Linked DNA regions of Hordeum vulgare: region 2 is linked to region 1. The links are chromatin contacts, called in public Hi-C maps. All regions are on one chromosome and are shown on one strand. Each heading gives the region's core, a stretch centred on a gene start, on an enhancer-like site or on the middle of the called end of the contact. The rest is flanking DNA. Distances are from core to core; before and after follow the strand shown. Region 1 holds the start of LOC123448625 (ATP-dependent Clp protease proteolytic subunit-related protein 3, chloroplastic). Region 2 holds the start of LOC123448626 (40S ribosomal protein S21).

Region 1 (3,022 bases), core at 376-2,875:
AAAACATATATAATATGTGGGTTTTGAAATAAAACTAATGCCACCACATATATTCGAGAATATGACATAAACCCGGCTTAACAAACTGTGTATGCCACCTACATGAAAACATTAAGACAACTATTTTTAACATGCATAAAAATACATTGCAAACAACATAAACATTTTACATACTAGGATTGAGCAATCCAGATGCACACATAAATAGCTATGGGATAAATCACCTAACATAACAGCACACAAAACTATGCAAACAACAGGTCCAACAGCTAAGGGGCTGTTCGGCAATCCACCGGCTCCCTGTAATTCAAGAATCTAAGGAGTGCCTATTGGCCAGCTCCACGGTTTTGAACGGCAGCTCCACCCGCTCCTGGAGCGGAGTAGCGGAGTGGAAGGTTTCCGAACACGCCTTAAATATGCATGTAAGTTGAAAAATATTAATCTACATGAAATTATACACGTTTTACATATATAACTTATTGTGATCCGTTGCACGGTTTAAAATATACGGGCATTTTAAAATAATACATTTTCCTGAGATCCCTCGCAAAAATTAAATAAATTCATGGATCTAAACAAAGTCAACTAGTTAGCAAGCACTAATTCGACAGCTTTTGAGCGATCACTTCGACGCACCACCACATATCGTGTTCTGAGCGTTCTCCTTAGATTTTATTTTATTTTATTTTTAGCACATGTTTTCGGCTTTTTAGAGCGGTTTTTTCGGTTTTTTTGTTCCCGATTTTCATTGGTCTTTTGTAGCTTTCGAAAGAAGAAAAAAATTCAAAAAAAATTGCGCGGAAAAACATATTTTTATGAGAGGTACGGTTTTGCTATCGCGAGAGGCACGGCCGTGCCTCTCGAAAAGGGAAAAACGCGTTTTCTGTTTTCTTTGTAAAAAACACGGTCGTGTCTCTCGAAAAAGAAAACATGTGTTTTCTGCTCTCTTTTTTCCTGCGAGAGGCACAGTTTTGCCTTAACGAGAGGCATGACTGTGCCTCCCAGAAATGAAAAAAAATCGTGTTTTCTACTTCTTTTTTTTCGCGAGAGGCACGGTTCTGTTATCGCCTCTCGGTAATGAAAAAACGTGTTTTCTGCTCTTTCTTTTTTCGTAAGAGGCACGATTTTGCTTTCGCGAAAGAAACAATTTTGTCTTCGCGAGAGGCATGGTCCGTGCCTCTCGGAAAAGGAAAAAACACATTTTCTGTTTTTTTTCTATCGCGTGAGGCATAATTTTTTTGTTTGTTTTTTTGTATGAAAATAAAGTTCATCAAAACCTAATTTCAACGTGAGAAACCTAACAGTGAAAATGATTCAAGATTTGAACGCACGGTTTAGGAGATAAAAACATTTTGAAATACGGATCTACGAAAAAAGGAAAATTTCCAGGTTACGACAAGTGACACGCATGTAGTGCACTATTTTTCGTAATATTAAAAATGAGAGTAATCGTTGAAAGGTGTATTCCTCAACTAATGATTTCGGACAAATAGGGATTTCCAAAAATCGATCCATCACACAGGAGTTGAGAGAAAAAATGATACTTTTCTCTTCTAAGAACATACTTCAGCCCAGAAGGCCCCATGGTTTCATTCAGCCCATGCTCTCTTTCAAAGGACAAGGCCCAGAGCTCAGGCGTCAGGCGTCAGCTCCAACCAAATTATCCACACACACACCACTCCCCGAGCTCGCTCGCACGCCGCGGCCGAGTAACACCACCACCGGGCACCATGGCCTCCTCCTTCCTTTCCCTACGCCTCCCTACCCCTTCCCCGCCCACCGCGACGTCGTCCCCATTCTTCCCGAATCCCCTAGCCCGGTCCGGAAGGTGCAGTCCGCCGTCATCTACCCTCGTGGCGCGTGTTGCTGGGTCGGCGGCGGGGGCTCCGTCGCCGTTGTTCAACCCGAGGGGCGACCCGTTCCTATCCACGCTAGCCGCTGCTTCTCCAGAGCAGCTCGCAGCAGCTGCGGGTGGCGAGCGCCGCGGAGAGGACCACCTGCCGTTCCTCGAGATCTTCCAGAACGCCAAGCTGATGTCTTCGCCCGCGCAGGTGATTTAGTGCTTTCGCGCTCACTTTCTTCGTGCTTGTATGGACTGCGGTAGTATGATACGATGCTGGTCTCACCACACACTTAGAAATGGAAGAAAGAAGCTGAAATTGAAACCTGGTGCTCATTTGGGCGGCTATAGGTACACTACATGCAAACCATTTCTTGGGATTGTTTTTCTTCTCCATTTTGTTAGTGGTTGTCAGAATTATGTGATCCATGTATTAAGTCGTAAAACATGTCAAGGCTCTGCTCAGTGCCAGCTAACATGTTTAATTAGGTTGCTATCCTAAAGGGTTCTAGTTGTACATTTGTGACACATATTACCCAATTTAGTGGAACTTTTATCGAAATATCAGATTTTGGTGACTTTTAACACGGTAATTCCTCAAATTTACATTTTTCTTGTTTATTCTAGATAGGATTGACATGTTGCGTTCATAATTTGTAGAAAAAATTGTAAAGATCAGAGGACATCGTTGACGATCATGTCCAGACTTCTTTTGTCCATCTGTTCCATTCTTCATCATCGTCCATATATTTTTGGATCCCGGGCGTCACCTCACACCTTGCCTGATGGACATGCATCAGAAAACGAGTGTCCAAAGCTTCCAAAAGGGGTATTATAGACGAATTTCCACTCGATAGGGTAATTAGTGTCAAAAATGTACAACTACAGGGTAAAAAGAGGAATTCACTCAAATAATAACCTACTAGCAAAAATATATCTACTGCTGGAGTATGTGCAGGATTTTACAAACTTAGCTCAGACGAATACACATATCATGTTGCACATTGAGGTTCCAATCTGTGAACCTGCTTCCTTGCATATAAATGCCTTTGTGCTTTACTTCTGAAATTGCTAAAGTTTACATATGCGGACTTTGATCTTTGATATATAGGAGTTTATTGCAAAATGTGCTCCGCTTAACTGAAATTGTCAAATTGGCAGGTGGAACGTTCTAGCAGCTCT
Region 2 (3,022 bases), core at 154-2,653, 590 kb before region 1:
CTTTTGGCATGAAGAGAGAAGAACAAATCATAGAATCACCTTCAATTCTTTGACCCCAAATGTGACATCCACGGGATCACCAGCATGCTCATACTCCAAGAACTCCTCTGCTGGATTGATCCACAGTTGTGTGTGCAGCCTACTGTCGTAGTCATCTGCAAATCCCAAACCACGTCACAGTTGACAACCCATAGAAATTTCACCACCACGCTACGCTAAGCACACCAAAGGAAGGGAACCTTTACCTTTGGTGGGGTCAATGTAGCTTAGGAGCTCGACTGCCTTCCCCTCAGTGCCATCATCGACGCCAGGCAACACTGCAGCAGGCTCGGTGGCAATAACGGTGAGCTCCTGCAGCGAGGACTGGAAATTGGAGAGCAGGCGCGTGAGGTCCCGTGGCCGTATGGCGAGGCGGCTGGGGAAGCGGTTGCGGTCGAGCGCCAGAGTCTGCACATCGGACTCGGCGCTGCACGAGATCCGGTGCGTCTTCTTACGCCCTTGCCAAGACAAGACAAGACAAGACGCGAGAAGGCACATCATGAGGTCAGAGCGGCAAATTTGGGGAAAGAGCCGAAACGGCGAAATTGGCGGGAAAACAGGGAAAATGCGCAAAAATTGGGGGGAATTCAATTCTGAGCACGCCAATGGCAAAACCCTAGAGGGAGGGACGGAGGGAGGGGCTGGGAACATGTACTTACCGCTGAGGCAGTGGATGACGAACTCGAGCTTGGACGCTTGGGGGTTTGGGAGCGAAGCGTTGAGGCGGTCGATCGCGGAGGTCGGCGTGCGGAGCACAGCGAGGACGGACTTGAGGAGGACGCTGCACTGGAGCGGCGTGGAGGAGGGCGCGGCGTGTAGGTCGGCGGGGAGGTGGAAGTGGTCGAAGAAGTCGCGCGTGAGGGAGACGGACGCGAACGCCGACCGCGAGCTGTTGAGCGTGTGCAGCTCCAGCTGTAAGCCGAACGCGAAAACATGAGATTAGGAATTGTCAGAAGTACCCGCCGGTGAGGAATGGAGACGGCGGACCTTGTCGGGGTAGGCCTGGAAGACGAGGTCGGAGCCGATGCGGGCGAGGCAGGTGACGCACCGGGAGAAAGTCCGCAGTGCGCCGCCGCTCATCGACAGCTCCATGGCCGGTCAGTTTCCTTCCTTTAATGAATGAATGAGAAAAAAATGACCGGTTAGTTGGGTGGGTTCGGGGATTGGGGCTGGGGGTTGGGGGAGACGACACGAGACTAGTGGGAGTGGGAGGGAAAACGGAAAGGAGGGAGCGACGTGGGCTTTGAATCATTGGGCTGGGGCTCAATAACAGCACGCCACGGCCCAAGGACAAGGAGTCTGTGTTGCAAGCGCTGTCCCGCTGCCGGTGGGTCCACGACAAGACGCTAGGGTTTACGAGCCCTCCCTCTCGCTTCTCCTGCTATAAAGTCGTGGTCTCACACACCCTTGCGCCGCCGCCGCCGCCGCATCAGTTTCTCTTCGTCCTCCCGCAGCCTCCCCGAAGAGATCAAAGGTGCATCCCCCTCTGCCACCTCCTTTACCTTTCGGTCTGTTGCTCCAGGCATCTTGTATGCCCGCCGTCCTGCGTGTTCGTCGATTCGTTCCCATCTTGCCTATTATTTCGGCCCAAGTACTTAGTAACGATCTATCCTTTCGGTCTGTTGCTCCAGGCATCTTGTATCCCCGCCGTCCTGCGTGTTCGTCGATTCGTTCCCATCTTGCCTATTATTTCGGCCCAAGTACTTAGTAACGATTTATCCTTTCGGTCTGTTGCTCCAGGCATCTTGTATGCCCGCCGTCCTGCGTGTTCGTCGATTCGTTCCCATCTTGCCTATTATTTCGGCCCAAGTACTTAGTAACAATCTATGTCTAAGCCTCGTATATGGTGCTTTGCATAGTTTTGTCCATGTAACCGCAAGATTGAGCAACTCTAGTGCTGGATTCGCGGTTAAGCGCGAGCTTGTGTCCCAGATCCTGTTATTATTTCGTAATTAAGTAGCATTCCTATGGTGGATAAGAATTTCTTTTGATGTCGCCACATTCGTGTTGTGACACAGTTAGGGTGTGGCGGGACAAAACTGATTTTCTCCTGTGTTTAGTTTGTGTCTCAACTCTTTCTTCTCCACTCTGCAGTCGCTCTTGTGCCACTTCCCCTCCAGCTGCCACCATGCAGAATGAGGAGGGAGCCATGGTGGACCTCTACGTCCCCAGGAAGTGGTATGTCTCATGAACACTATTTACTTTGATGTCGTTTATGTTCTTCATTGGTTGGCGCTTGCTAAACATTTTATGCATGTTCTTGCAGCTCCGCCACCAACAGGATCATCACGGCCAAGGACCATGCCTCTGTCCAGATCAACATTGGTCACGTTGATGAGAATGGCCTCTATGATGGCCGCTTCACCACCTTTGCTCTCTCTGGGTTCGTCCGTGCTCAGGTAATCATCTTTTGTTGTATACGTGTGTGATCACAAGTTTACTCTCATCAAGGTACTATATTCAGTTGAAAGGAAATGGAACAGGTGTTTTCTATTGGGGCTGCGTACCTGCTTATATAATACTTCCTCCTTAAACTAATATAAGAGCATTTAGATCACTATTTTATACTCCCTCCGTTCCTAAATATATATCTTTTAAGATATTTCACTAGGGGTCTACATAGACTTATATTTAGGAACGGAGGGTTTAGTTATCTAAACACTCTTATATTAGTTTACAGAGGGAGTACCTGATAATATTTATCTGATTTGGTTAACATGTATTTTGATCTCTACTCTGTCTTATCCTTGCACTCAAAGTGATTGTTTCAAGACTTCTCTACCTGTTAGTTCCGAGTTGTCATGTTATGTGATTCAAATGGATGTTCATTATTATCATGTTATCTTAATCAAATGGATGTTCATCATTATCATGTTATCCTAATCAAATGGATGTTCATCATTATCATGTTATCCTAATCAAATGGATGATCAGTAATGATACTTTGAATTCAAATAGTCAGATTACATCCTTATTTAATAGT

Evidence for each region. Hi-C and Micro-C count contacts between places; a contact is called where the count stands out from the background.
Region 2: a Hi-C map of seedling shows a contact between it and region 1, with 3 times the contacts expected there. The contact joins the promoter of LOC123448626 here to the promoter of LOC123448625 in region 1. A contact is called at or near these places in 2 of 6 Hi-C or Micro-C datasets (leaf and seedling) and 1 of 1 datasets of contacts at active chromatin or transcription factors (embryo).

What each region holds. Positions count from the first base shown.
Region 1 is chr4H:359,969,360-359,972,381 of MorexV3_pseudomolecules_assembly, reverse strand. It overlaps LOC123448625 (ATP-dependent Clp protease proteolytic subunit-related protein 3, chloroplastic), which reads left to right and starts at 1,625. Exons shown (of 10, transcript XM_045125577.1): 1 at 1,625-2,051; 2 at 3,002-3,022. The coding sequence starts at 1,731.
Region 2 is chr4H:360,555,947-360,558,968 of MorexV3_pseudomolecules_assembly, reverse strand. LOC123448626 (40S ribosomal protein S21) reads left to right here and starts at 1,403. Exons shown (of 4, transcript XM_045125578.1): 1 at 1,403-1,513; 2 at 2,134-2,217; 3 at 2,306-2,438. The coding sequence starts at 2,168. It overlaps LOC123448627 (cell cycle checkpoint control protein RAD9B), which reads right to left and starts at 1,215. Exons shown (of 9, transcript XM_045125579.1): 1 at 1,027-1,215; 2 at 699-951; 3 at 246-497; 4 at 40-155. The coding sequence starts at 1,131.